Regions from separate parts of the Mus musculus genome. Here region 1 is linked to region 2. A link is a contact called in public Hi-C data. All regions are on one chromosome and are shown on one strand. The core of a region is the stretch at or near the end of the contact, and the rest is flanking DNA. Distances in the headings are between cores, read along the strand shown. Region 1 has its middle 89 kb from the start of Gm31550. Region 2 has its middle 86 kb from the start of Mir30d.

Evidence for each region. A called contact is a pair of places that touch in the nucleus more often than the background predicts.
Region 1: a Hi-C map of cortical neurons shows a contact between it and region 2, with 3 times the contacts expected there. The contact joins two enhancer-like sites. A contact is called at or near these places in 3 of 484 Hi-C or Micro-C datasets (cerebral cortex and cortical neurons).

What each region holds. Positions count from the first base shown.
Region 1 is chr15:69,103,010-69,109,404 of GRCm38.p6, forward strand. No RefSeq gene overlaps it. Among named protein-coding and RNA genes, the nearest start is that of Gm31550, 89 kb to the left of the region's middle. Within about 2 kb of position 2,017, at least 11 of the 459 cell types and tissues checked have an H3K27ac peak or open chromatin away from gene starts, as enhancers often do. A contact at or near this core is called in cortical neurons, where this site is marked.
Region 2 is chr15:68,423,967-68,430,996 of GRCm38.p6, forward strand. No RefSeq gene overlaps it. Among named protein-coding and RNA genes, the nearest start is that of Mir30d, 86 kb to the left of the region's middle. Within about 2 kb of position 4,650, at least 12 of the 459 cell types and tissues checked have an H3K27ac peak or open chromatin away from gene starts, as enhancers often do. A contact at or near this core is called in cortical neurons, where this site is marked.

The sequences.
Region 1 (6,395 bases), core at 767-3,266, 680 kb after region 2:
GAGAAGAGACCCATGGATTTCTAAGTCATTGAAGGAGTGCACCAGGGAGTTGCTATGGGCTGAGAGCAAATGGGGTGTGGTAGTCCACACAAAGGATCTCAAGGGAAGAGGCTTGTTCCCTCATGCCAGGTGGGCTAGTGAGCCCCAGGATTGGTGGCCAAGAGAGTGAAGCAGTGGCTTGGATTAGATCAAGAAAGGAGCGTGGGTTTGTCAGCTCTTAGAAGGACTTCACCAAGGCTAGAGAGAGAGAGAGAGAGAGATACAGAGATGAGAGGCTTGGAGCCCTGTATGGAAGACAGTAGTGGGGTTACTTTCCCTGGCAGATGGTGAGAGGTCTTTGCTCAGGTGTTGGGCTTGACACCAGCAATACAGGAAAGACATTGGCAAGGGTAGATGCAGCAAAGTGGGGTGAAATTGCAGCCAGCTGAGCGAATGCATCCTGTGTCAATTCTGTGTCAGTAGGGCTCTACACTTGGAAGAGTCTTCATCCTCCTGTCTTAAGGCTGTATACCCAGTCACTTCACAGTGCATATCTCATCATGCATACTCCGGAAACTCCACAGCTTACCAGTCTGCTGTACATCTTCACCTTCTTTCCCATGTGCCTTTGTGGTTGTGGGACGACACCTGCTTATCCCTGTCTTAACTTCCTGCTCAGCCAATTATCCAGTAAATGACTTCTGAGTTCATCTTTACACGCAGTTGCTACTTGTTTGAAATTTTCCTGATAAGTAGAATGAGGAACTTCAACTACAGTGTAGACATTTGGGGTATCACATTCAAGGAGACAGGATTTCTTAGCTCCTGCTTAGGCTTTACTTTGGGGAAGGAGCTATGGGTCTCCTCGGTTTGTTTTCAGAAGGAACAAAGTAGGGAGAAAGTGGCCCTGGGATCCCACTGTCTCATTGACATGAGAGCTGGTAAGGAATAGAACTGGGAAGTCTGGTACTTGGGGGCCTCTGGTGTATGCAGTAACACCTGCATAGCTAGGCAGCAGCAGAGCTTCCACTCAGCACCCCATGCAATGGGCTGGAGTAGGCTACCTCAGTATAGCCAGTTGAGGACATCTCAACCTCCCATAGCATCTTCCTTTACACCACTGGGATGTCATTGCTGCCAAGTAAAGACAAAATTCACAGCTTTCTGTCCTACCTGTGCTCCCAAGCACTGCCTCCCTTCAGACTCTAATGTAGAGCTCCACATGGGCTGGGTTTCTATGTGCCCCTCCTGACATTTCAGCCAGCCAGCCATGGCACACCAAGGAAATGACAATTGGCATAACTCACCCGTTTTCCAGCTGCAGAAGTAGTGGATAAGCGCTACACCTGAAACCCATCAGAGTATGGTAGTCATGGATGGCTTCCATGACTGGCCAGTCCCTTCAGTCTTTGGGTACCTCCTTTCCAAGTACGCAACCCAAAATACCCCACGCTGACAGTCTATACAGTGGAGGCCAGGAGGTTCCCATGCTCTTTCTGCTTCTGCACATCTCCATGGAAAAGGACAAGGGAACCTGCTCTAACCTGGAGATATGAACAAATCCTAGTCACTTCCCAAATGTATCTGCTGGTGTCACACTGGCCTTAGGTTCTAGTGTTTGAATTTTGGATGGACACCAACCTGGCAAGAGAAGTGGACTATAGGACAAGATAGACGAACACAGGTGGTTGGTATCCCTTACTCGGTCTACAGCCTGGCCTCTAGTAAGTGTCCTTGGAATGTCTGCAGATCGAGAACAGCCACCTGTCCTTTTTGCAGGGGAAGATGCCAGGGGGAGTTTCTCAGCATAGAGGATTCAAAGAAAGTTTCTCCATCTGAAAGGCGGGCGACTCACCTTCTCTTTGGCTGAGTTAATTCTCAGAGGCTCGGGGGTCCCTGGCTTGACATCCTCTCATCAACGGCTCTCAAGCATGGAAGGCTGAAAATAACCTTTCTCTGGTTTGGTTTTAAAAGGATCTCAGCAGCTCCCTGTGGTTTTAAAAATAACAGCTCCTGGCTCTTTTCCAAGTGCATTTAACTACATTAGACCCTAAAGCGCTATGTTCAAAGTGACAGTCTCGTGGAGTTGTGAAAATGTGGCTGTGGCTGTGCCAAAAGATTTCCTTCTTGTTATTGGAGGATCTCTGCCTTAATGTGACCAGGTTGGCCCAGGCTGGACTGATCAGATAGATGCGCTGGCACAGTGCTGTTTTTCATAGCCCCTAATGGCTTCTCATCCTGCCCTCGGTGGAGATTTACATTGGTGCCTCACTTTGGCTCTGCCTGGAGAGTTTGCTCTGTCCGTTTTCCTAATTGCCATTTGTTCACCTGTCACTGACAAAACATAACCATATGGGTAAGAAGTTCCCCCTCCATACTACCCACAAAACCCAGCCTTCTAAATGCCTACCCCTGCCCCTGCCCTTGCCCCTAAATGCCTGTCTTCAACATACACCACTCACTTGAAGACTTCAGAGAGGTCTTCTGGTGACTCATTGGGACCCCTTCTATCACAGAGTCTTGGGAGGCTTAGTGGGACTCTGGGCAGACTCAACTGGGCTGGCTGTTACCCATACCTCTCCATTCCTTGTCATGTGACTCCTCCCACAGCCTGCCTCAGAAACCTCACAACTTGGTAGCAGCTTCCCCAACACAGCTGGTTTAAGAGAGAGCCTTTGATAGAAGGGAAGATGAGAGAAGCCATAGATATTTCAACCCTATCTTAAGAAGTGACATTACATCACCTGTGGTACATGCTGTTGGTCACAAGCAACCTTGGTTGGAGGTAATCACGTAAAGTTATGAACAAGGGGGTAAGACAACTAGGGCCATCTATAAGCTGGTTTCCTACTGACCTGTGCATCACACATATGATTAGTATCCTTGTCCTCAGGATAGGACAGCAGAGGCTGTCTTACAGGCTATGGGAAAATTATGGCACGTATGCTACTCTCTTGTAGTAAAACCCTGCGGCATGGTGAGAACTGGATCTCTATCAACTATCACTTACAGTAGTACTTCTCCCATATCCACATGAGATATAGCATGTAGGTATAGCCATTCCTTGGCAGCAGTCCCACTCACTGATGCTCAGATCCCTAGTGTCTTAGTAAAGGTTTCTCTTGTTAGGACAAAACACCATGACCTAAATGCAAGTTGGGTAGGAAAGGATTTATTCAGCTTATACTTCCACACTGCTGTTCATCACCAAAGGAAGTCAGGACTGGAGCTCAAGCATGGCAGGATACTGGAGGCAGGAGCTGATACAGAGACCACGGAGGGGTGCTGCTTACTGACTTGCTTCACATGGCTTGTTCAGCCTGCTTTCTAATAGAACTCAGGATCATCAGAGCACCCACAATGGCCTGGCCCTTCCCGCATTGATCACTAATTGAAACAATGCCTTCCTGCTGGATTTCATGAAGGCCTTTCAGCAACTGGGCCTCCTTCCTCTCTGATGGCTCTCACGTGTTAAGTTGACACACAAAACCAGCCAGCACCCCAGCTTCACAGACCTAACTGAAAGCTATGCTATTTCTGTAAGATCCTGTTGGAAGCATCATTTGATGCTTCTTCAGGTCTCCAGTATTTAACTTGTGTCATCTCTTCGTACCCTGCTTTAGACTGCATTTCCTGGATGTCTAACTATCTCTGCACCAAGATCTTTTGATGCTGTTTAATTGTCTCTAGAGTAAACATCAAACTCCCTACGGTCTGAGAACCCTCTCCCTTCTGGGCCAGCTTACCTTCCCAATGGCTCTTCAGTCTTCCTCCTGAATTCTTAAGTCTGCCTGTGCTGAACTCTCACCACACATACAACCAGCTTTATATCTGTCCTAGTCTTCGGGGTTTGTTTCCCTTCCTCTGGAGTCTGCAGTCTTCATATCTGCACTTTATACCATCATGAACTCTTTCCTTTTCTTCCAATATGCTTCCCAACAGTGTGGCACTGCCCCTAAGTAAGTTATCTCTGCTAGGAGCACTTCCCATGAACTTTCCTTATCCCCAGCCTAACATTGGTCACAGCATCCCAGCACCCACATTTATATCCATGGGGTGGGTTTCTAACTGCAAAATGTAGTGAACAGAGGAATTTGTGCCTGTTATATACTTCCTTGGGTCCACTAAAGTGTCGCATATTCGCTAGACCTACACAAAGTGTCTGTGTCTGTGTGTGTGTCCGTGTGTGTATGTCCTGCACTTAAGAAGGACAGACTGATGCACCATTATCCTTCCCTGAGTCCCCAGTGGCCTAACATGGATGTGAGGTTGAGATGGGGTCAGATTGACCCTATTTTGTGGTCTCTTGGAGGATGCTGTTCTCAACCACAGTGCAAGTTGATGCATTTTTAGAGTCACAGTTGACTTTACAAACTGAAGGTCGTTTCAGCTTCAACAGTGACCACTGCTTCCTCTTCACTGAATCCCTTCCAGCTCCCCCCTTCATATCCTCTGGGCCAGCTCTGGAGCTGCTCATGATGGCTTTCAAAACAGCCAGCCTGCGGGAAGAGTTGGCCATGCACTGGCCATGCTTGAAAGTCAGTTCCCATTCTATGTAGGAGGCATGTCTAGCCCTTAGGTCCTTCAGGATAATACCTTAAAAGAGAAGGAAGTATGATAGGAACACACACAAATTAAAAACACACCTTCACAAGACCAGCACTGTCTTGGGCCTGAAGTGGAAAGTCCTGCTCAAGAACAATGGTGGCTCCCATGATAGAAGATTATGTGCAAGGAAGAAGGGTGGGAAAGTGCCCAGGTGCCATTCTGCAGAGGTACAAGCTGGCCTTAACAGTGTTTCCCTCCAAGACCAGTTAGCAGACTAGGAAACTTTGTCATTTTACAAACTGCTACTCCCTCCCTGTAGTGCCTGCCTGTGTCTGTTGTTCATTGCCTTTAATTCATACCTCATCCTGTGATGTCTCCCCAAGTCATCCAGCCAAGAGAGTAGTCCAGCTGCAATTGAAATCTGGCACAACATGGGTCCCTTTAGCTGAATTTCCCCCAAGGCAGTAGCCTCCAATGGTAGAGGAGGATGGCAGCTGTTCATGACGCTCACACTTGTACCATGTGATTCATGACACACACACACACACACACACCTCCCCGTCTTTGCTGGGATTTACTCTCAATTTCTTTGGCTGACTCATGATGCCCTTGCCGACTGAGGACTTGGCTCTCCTGACTCTCTTCATTCCACTGGGATCCTAGCCACATTGGGAGCCAAGCAGCATGCTGGAGCCAAGCACCAGCGGAGCCCAAGAGGTTCTTCTTTTTCTGCCAGTATTGGACACTGGCTGCCATATAGAACGTGGCTTGCCTGGCTCCTGATCTTGTATTTGAGAGCTGAGTCTCAGAAACCAGGCTGCTGTGGTTTGGTTTCTGTGGCTGCGATAAATATCACAACCTAAAGCAAGTATGGGGAGGAAAGAGTTTATTTCACCTTTGACTCTAGATAACAATGCATCGTCGAGGGAAGATAGGACAGAAGCTCAAGTAGAAACCATATAAGGAGACTGCTACTAGCCTTGTTCCCCGGCTTATGCTGACCTGGCTTTCAGAAGAATGAAAGTATGCCACTGTTGCTCATGTAGTCAGTCCCTCATCCAATGCCCACTGTGCCCCTGTGGGGTCCAACCTGGGTGGAATACAGGACATTCCTTTCTTAAGCATCTCTCAGGCTTTGCTCAGGAAGCAAGAAGAAGAGGTAAAGAGGAAGATAGATCCCAAACACACCCAACGCTGTGAAATCCAGAATCGGGCAAAGAACATCGAGCTCTCTCATTTGCTATTTCAACCTAGAAAAGGCTGACATCTCTTCCAAATGTGATTCACTTATCTGCCCTCCACCCTGCCTTCCAAACCTTGTTGTCCCAAACAGCCTGCAGTTAGTCAGGGGATGGCAGTGTCCCAAACCCCAAAGGAAACTTCCTATAGTGGGAACAGAGTAGATAGTGAGATGGCAACTTCTCCCCTTTGTGGTACTCAGAGATGAGTACAGGGCTGGGAATATGGTAAACTAATTCCCACGTATGTGTGGGGGCCTGTGTTCAGGCCCTCCACCCTCAGAGTCCATACAAAAAGCAACTGTCCATAATTCCAGCACCAGGAAGGCCAAGAAAGGATCTGTGAAGTTCAGGGCCAGCCAGTCCTAGCTGAAGTGCTCTTCTTAGTGTATGGAGAGAGAGCCTGTCTCTGACAAACAAGATGGAGAGAGATTCAGGAAGGTACTCAGTAACAACCCCTGACCTCTGCACATGCGCACATGGCACACACATGCACCCACACACAAAGAGAAGAAGAAGAGGAAAAGGAATGGAGAGGGGAGGGCAGAGGGAGAAGGAGAGGGAAAGAGAGAGAGAGATAACTGCAAATATTCCAAAGAGGAAAAGAGAGGATGACAAATCAAGGCAGCC
Region 2 (7,030 bases), core at 3,400-5,899:
TCTCAGAGCAGACTTTAAACCCGAACTTTTGAACAGCATTGGGACTGTTAAGGCTTTGGAGACTCTTGGAAAAAGGGTAATTGCATTTTGCTTTATTAGATGGACATGAGCCTTCAAGAGTCATGGCAGAAAAGTTATGATTTTAGTCGATGTGTCTGGGTATCAAGTCGACAAGAAGTGGACTGGTAATAGTTACGCTTGTCAACTTGATTAGCTTGTCAAGTGCTTATGCATCTAGTGAGATACACCTCTGTATATGTCAAAGTACTTTCAGAAGTGTTAAATAAATGGAGACAACTTTTCCTGAATGTGGGTCACACCATTTCCTAGGCTGGAAGCCTGTGTGGAAAAAGAATGGGGAAAGAAAAGAAACAAGCCAGATGACACGTGGAGTTTTGTGTGTTACCATGATGTGAGCTGTTCAGGTTTACTGTACCTTCAGGCCATGATGGACTGAAATCTCTGAGTGTGTAAGCTCCACTAACCTTTCTTCTTTTGTTATTTTCCTAGTGACTCCGTGACAGTAGCTAAAGGCCAACACACAGTCCTATCTCTCTCAAGCCTTCTTTGCTCCTGCCTCCAGCTAGATCATTCTTTTATATAAAAAAGTATCAGTTCTTGGAGAGTTCTACACAGTGTATTTTGATCTTCATTCCTCTCCCCAAATGCTTTGCAGATCCACCCCGTCACTACTCACCCACATTTGTGTCCTTAAAGTTTCAGACCAATTTATGCTGCTCAAATATTCTTTGGATATACAGCCTTCCATTGGAGTGTCATTGACTTACCCAGTGTTACACATTTAAAGAAAGTGATCTCTTTCTCTCCCAGCATCTTTGCCAATAGCTATTTAGCTAGGTTTGGAGTTTTGTGCTCAAGTTATATATCCATGGGATTTAGACTGTCTTGAGGATACACAGGTTTTGTGCATGCTGTGAGTTCATATGTACAGATGTGCCTTAATTAGGGTTTTACTGCTGTAAACAGACACCATGACCAAGGCAACTCTTATAAGGACAGCATTTAATTAAGACTGACTTACAGGTTCATTTCATCATCATCAAGGTGAAAGCATGACAGTGCCAGGCAGGCATGGCACAGGAGGAACTGGGAATTCTTGTTCTGAAGGCAAACAGGAGAAGACTGCAAACCTTAGGCAGCTAGGAGGAAACTCTCAAAGCACACCCTCACAGTGACACACTTCCTCCAACAAGGTCACAGCTACTCCAACAATCCACACCTCTAAAAGTGCCACTCCCTGCGCCATGCATATTCAATCCACCAGAGATGCCCTACTCTTGTTTACAAGAAGTTGTTTCTTGTAGTCATCCAGCATCTCTTGCTCTCACACTCTTTCTGATTCCCCATCCATAATGATCCCTGAACCTTTTGAAGAGGGGATCTGGTATATATGTTACCTTTAGGGCTGAGCTTTTTTCAGTCTCTTATTTTCTGCATATTGGTCAGTTGTGGGTCTCTGTGTTATCTACCACTTCTGTGAGGTAGCTCCTTTTGGAAAGCAGGGGACCATGAACACACGTTAAAGGTAAAGAACTCAAAGGAGAGGAAACAGAGGCATGTCCAACTAGGAGTCACAGGTCTCTGCTTCTAAATACCCCTTGATTCTGGCTGATGTCAGAAAGACCCACTGATCACAAGATGGGCCATATACTGTGGGAAGTGCAGGGCACTGGGGATCAATGAGACATGCTGTTTCTCCCAGAGCTGATAGTTTATCACTCTCATCATCATGTATATGTGTGATGTGTGTGTTTAAGACATCTGTGGAACTCAGAGACAATTTCACTCCTCTTTGGTTCTCGTCTTCCATATGGGTTCTGAGCATCATACTTGGGTCCTCAGGCTTGCACAACAAGGATCCCACTGAAATTCTTCCTGACCTTGCATATCCATACCTTACTCCATTATGCAACTTAAGTTCATCCAGCAGTCAGGAAGTAGCTTTTGGGATTTCCATGATTCACTCCTAGAGATAAGGAAACTGAGACATGAGGCAGTAAAAGAAGTTGTTGAAGGCCATTTTTAGAACCTGGAGGTCCTGAAATTCAGAGATAGGACATCCACCTGGTATCTGTTACTTTTTAGGAAGGTTATTCTCTTTTTCTCTTTTTTCCTTTTTTTTATTAGAGATTTTCTTTATTTACATTTCAAATGTTATCCCCTTTCCTGATTTCCCCTTTGAAAACTACCTATCCCCTCCCCCTCCCCCTGCTCACCAACTCACCCACTTCAGCTTCCTGGCCCTGGCATTCCCTTATACTGGGGCATAGAACCTTTACAGGACCAAAGGCCTCTCCTCCCACTGATGACCGACTAGGCCATCCTCTGCTACATATGCAGATAGAGCCACAAGTCCCACCATGTGTTTTCTTTGGTTGGTGGTTTAGTCCCAGGGAGCTCTGGAGGGTACTGGTTAGTTCATATTGTTGTTACTCCTATGGGTCTGCAAACCCCTTCAGCTCCTTGGGTACTTTCTCTGGCTCCTTCATTGGAGACCTTGTGCTCCATCCAATGGATGGCTATGAGCATCCACTTCTGTGTTTGTCAGGCACTGGTAGAGCCTCAGGAGACAGCTATATCAGGCTCCTGTCAGCAAAATCTTGTTGGTATCTGCAATAGTGTCTGGGTTTGGTGGTTGTTTATGGGATGGATCCCCAGGTGGGGCAGTCTCTGGGTCGTCATTCCTTCAGTCTCTGCTCCACACTTTGTCTCTGCAACTCCTTCCATGGGTATTTTGTTCCCCCTTCTAAGAAGGATCGAATTAGGAAGATTATTCTTAAAGAGATGTGGAACTATGACTCCCTCCCAGAAGTCATAGTTGCCTTCCATTGTTCCTCAGTTACGTATAAGGTGTTAGCAGAATCCTCAGGCCCCAAATTGATCTTCTCTCAGTATACTTGTTGTGTGTTGTGTGTAGTTTGTCTCTAGATATAAATGCTGAGAGGTGCTGAGACTTTAAGAGGTAGGGTGGGCACTAATCTAGTCATGTGAGATCTCGTCTACCAGGAGTCCAGCAGTAATCCTTTATGGAGTGATGACTCAGTCAACTCCTACCAGGTACCACCTTTTAAGACATCTATCACCTTTAAATTCTGTTACATGGAGAAGTAAGTATCAGCGAAACTTTGGGGGGGGTGATTAATCGTGTTCTAACCATAGTTCAGCCTAGCCTACCTACCTTAGGCAGGGATTCTTTCCTAAACAAAATGTGGGAATTTCTGGTCACTCTCTTCCAAAGGCTTGTTCATATTTTTGTGAATACATATCACTCCTTGGCTTCTTGTGCACAGGAAGGATACTTGTTGATTTCCCCAAGTGACATTACAATGCCACCAAATAGTCCAGTTATATCTTTCCTCCAATGAAGAGGGACCATTTGCAGAAAGGAAAAGCCTTGCTTCATTCAAACTAGATTTCACTCCACACAGACCAGCATTTAGACAGCCTCTAGTTTTACAGGCCAGCAGGATTTCTTAGACTGAAAACTCTGACATTATTTTAAACTTCAGATTTTGATTGGGTGGATCTGGGAGAGGCCTCAGACATGCTTGTCTAATAAGTTCCTGGTGAGGATGTTGCAGCCTGCTCTCATACCACACTTTGGAAGCAGGTTCTGGATACTCAAGAAGAAATCTGGCCAGGTCTGAGTTCCTAGTTCTTAGTGTTAGTCTCTTAGGAAGCAATGGTTGGTGGGTAAATTTGTCATTGGCTACATTAAATAATTTATTCATCCTAGTTATCTGTTGACAGACACCACCGGCTGAGATGTTAGTATCTGATGATCAATGTGGTTTACATTAGTTCTAACAACCACCATGTGCAAAACTTATCATCATTGCTCCAACATGGCAGAGGAGAAAACCCACAGTCAGAGAGACAGAACAATTATTTTAGCAGTGATGCCAGCATGTATGCCCATTAGCCTGGGGCTTGACCATCTGTGTCATTCAGATGCTATGGAAGGGGTACTGGTTAAGCCCCTGGGTTTCTTGTCAACTTGTAGAGCAGCTTTGAATACTCAGTGGTTGCTTCATGATCCCCTTCTTTCATTGATGAGATGGCTACGTTTTTATGTCAATGCTACAAGTTTTTTGTTTGTTTAGGTAGAAGATTATAATTTTCTTAAAAGCACGGACTCCAGCTGACCTGGAGAGAAGGACCTCACAACTGAGATGCTTGCTTGAGAGCATGGTTTTGTCACATTAGGAAAACTTAAATTGCATGCAGCACTGCTGGAAAGTATAAACATGTTTTTTTTATGTGACACACCTCTCTGTTTCTGTATTTCTGTCTTTCTTTCTGTCTCTGTCTCTCTCCTTCTCCCTATTTTCACACACAAAGTGGAATTGCCAAAGCCTTGTTGATTGTGAACTGCCAAGTATCCCTGTCATTGTGACTCTTTTTTCTTGAACTCCATCAGATTCTTCTTCAAATACTTATCTCAACCTTTTGCAACATTCTGCCCATCTATCCCTGTGGCTGAAATGGGGCAGGACTACTGAGACATTTGTGGAACTGTTAGGCTTGGGAAACACGGGACTTTTCTCTATTTCCCTTCTCTGTTTTCATCCTGTGACAATGAAGAATGAAGTTGTCATTTCTGACTTTGCCACTAGGCTGTGCTATTGGTCTGTTCTTTGGTCCCTTGTCGCCTCCATCGGCTCTGTGGAAATGTATTATTCAAAGTGGGGTGGTAGCTACCAATAGTTAGACTTGCTATATAGAATGCTGCAGATAGATAGTCACCAGTGAACAGGATGTAGGAAAACCTTAGTTGCACCCCTACTCACCTATACTTGTGCTTATGTGTGTCCTTTCAGAATGAAGCTCCACCTTGGCTGCACTTTGAAGGACACAGATTCATTGTGAAAACCTACAGTTTGTTCTCAACTGTTTCAAAAGGATGTATCATTTTGGCTCTGTGCATCAGTGTAAACGGATCCCTCTAGGGAGATGTGCACCTATTTCCAGGCTCAGTTGAAGGAATGAGGAAGTTTGGGGTATGGGGGCAACAGTGGGTGGCAGAACTGATGCTGCTGGGCTGAGCTTGATAGAGGATGAAAATAGCCTCCAAGTCTGCACCTAGCTTCCTTGTTGCCCAAGACAAAGCCTTCCTTGGGCCTGTTGCTCTATGATTACCTCTAGGCGGCAGCAAGCCTACAGGAAAGCATACAGGAGAGACCAAGACCAGAAAAGGGATTCTAGCTGGTGCAGCTTAAGTTTCGAACACTTAGGGTGGTTGTGTGGCCTTATACATGGCTTGCTTCCTGACCAAAGGACTTCACTTTCTTTTGCAATGGAGAGGGTAATAATAGCTGCTCTGTTGGGGTGTCTGAGGGATATTCACATAATGTGGTATGTGCATCAAGTGTAGGCATTGAGGGGGCTAGGGAAACAGCATCTTATTTTGCTTTGTAGCCTTAGGCAAATCTTATAACCTCTTTGGGTCAGAAACCAGCTTGTTAAAAAAAAAAAAACAACGCTGGGGGTTTGGGGCTTTGTTTCATCGTGAGGGTTTGAGTCCAATTCTTAGAACCTACACACACACACACACACACACACACACACACACACACACTCACTCACTCACTCATACTCACATACACATGCACACGTGTGCACGTGAAATTTGGTGGTGTGTTCAGCTTTGGGCAGGCAGATACTTGGGACTTGATGACTACCCAGTCTATCCTAGGCTAATCAGCCCTAGATCATTTAGAAATTCAAAAAACAAGGTGTATAGCTTGAGGAATAGTACTCAAGGCTAACCTTTGTATGCCATACATATCTACACATATGTACACATATGCACACATGTATGTAGACATATGCATACACACACAAATCCAACTAAGATTGAAGGAGAAGATGCTTGTCTGAATCTGTTTCAGCTGCTATATCCAAATATGTGAGTAACTGGCCAATGATAGAAACTTTCCCCTCAGTCCTCTGCAGTCTGGAAGTCTGAGGTCAAGTAGCAGCTTGTTCCATGTCTAGAGAGGCTCACCCTAACCCTGTGGATTGTAGAAACCCTGTGACTTGTCGACAGTCCCTCTTGCTGCATCAGTACCTGGAGAAGGGAAGAATAGCTCCACACACCACTCCTTTAAGGTCACTCAGCATGTTTAAAAGGGCTGTGCTCTCTCGGCTGAATCACCTCCTCAAAGCCTCACCTTCTGCTCCCATGACATTGGCAATTAGGTCTCAACATGCAAGTTTAGGAGATATAAAACACCCAGATCCCAGCTGTGAGTAAGGTCTTTCCCCTTCTGCACTTTGACCATGCCTGTGCTTTCTACCTTCACAGACTTGACCTGGAAAATAATCAGAAAAACTAAAGACTTTGGAGGGAACGACATGAATGGGCAATTAGAATGACCTAGATTATTTGTGCAGCGTAGTTCACACTTCACTAGGGGACAAGAATGCCCATGCTATCTTCCTTTCCCAGTCAGCTCCTGAGTTATGCTGCAGACCACAGATAGCCCTTCCACAGACCCACGGGTGATTCCAAATCCTTTCAGCTCCACATCTGCTCATTGATTCTCAATGGGCAAAAATTATATTGTTCCCCTATTTATTTTGGAGTTATTTTTCTCTGGTCTTCCTGCTGCTGGAGTGGTTTACAGATAACACTTTCTATTACTGTACATGTTTGCCTCTCCATAAAGCAGGGATCTGTAACGGAACTGTCCATGGTACCTGCCACTTGGTAATGATTCCGGAGGAGATTCTGAGATGAATGCATGGGGAAAGAGAGTAGATGGGACAAGGAAGGAATAAATGAAAGAATGAATGAGACATCTGTAATCATAAAACCTCAAGCCCCACAGCAGCATTGTGCATGGGGACAGACCGTGGAAGTGTGGCACACACTGGGCTGCCTCCTCCACCATGGCAGACCAAAGCAATCCCTTTTATGCTGTCCAAGCAATTGCTGTCAAGGTCATGCATTTGTGATCTCACACTCAGTCTTTTATTTTTTTCTTTTGATATTGTGTGTGTTCAA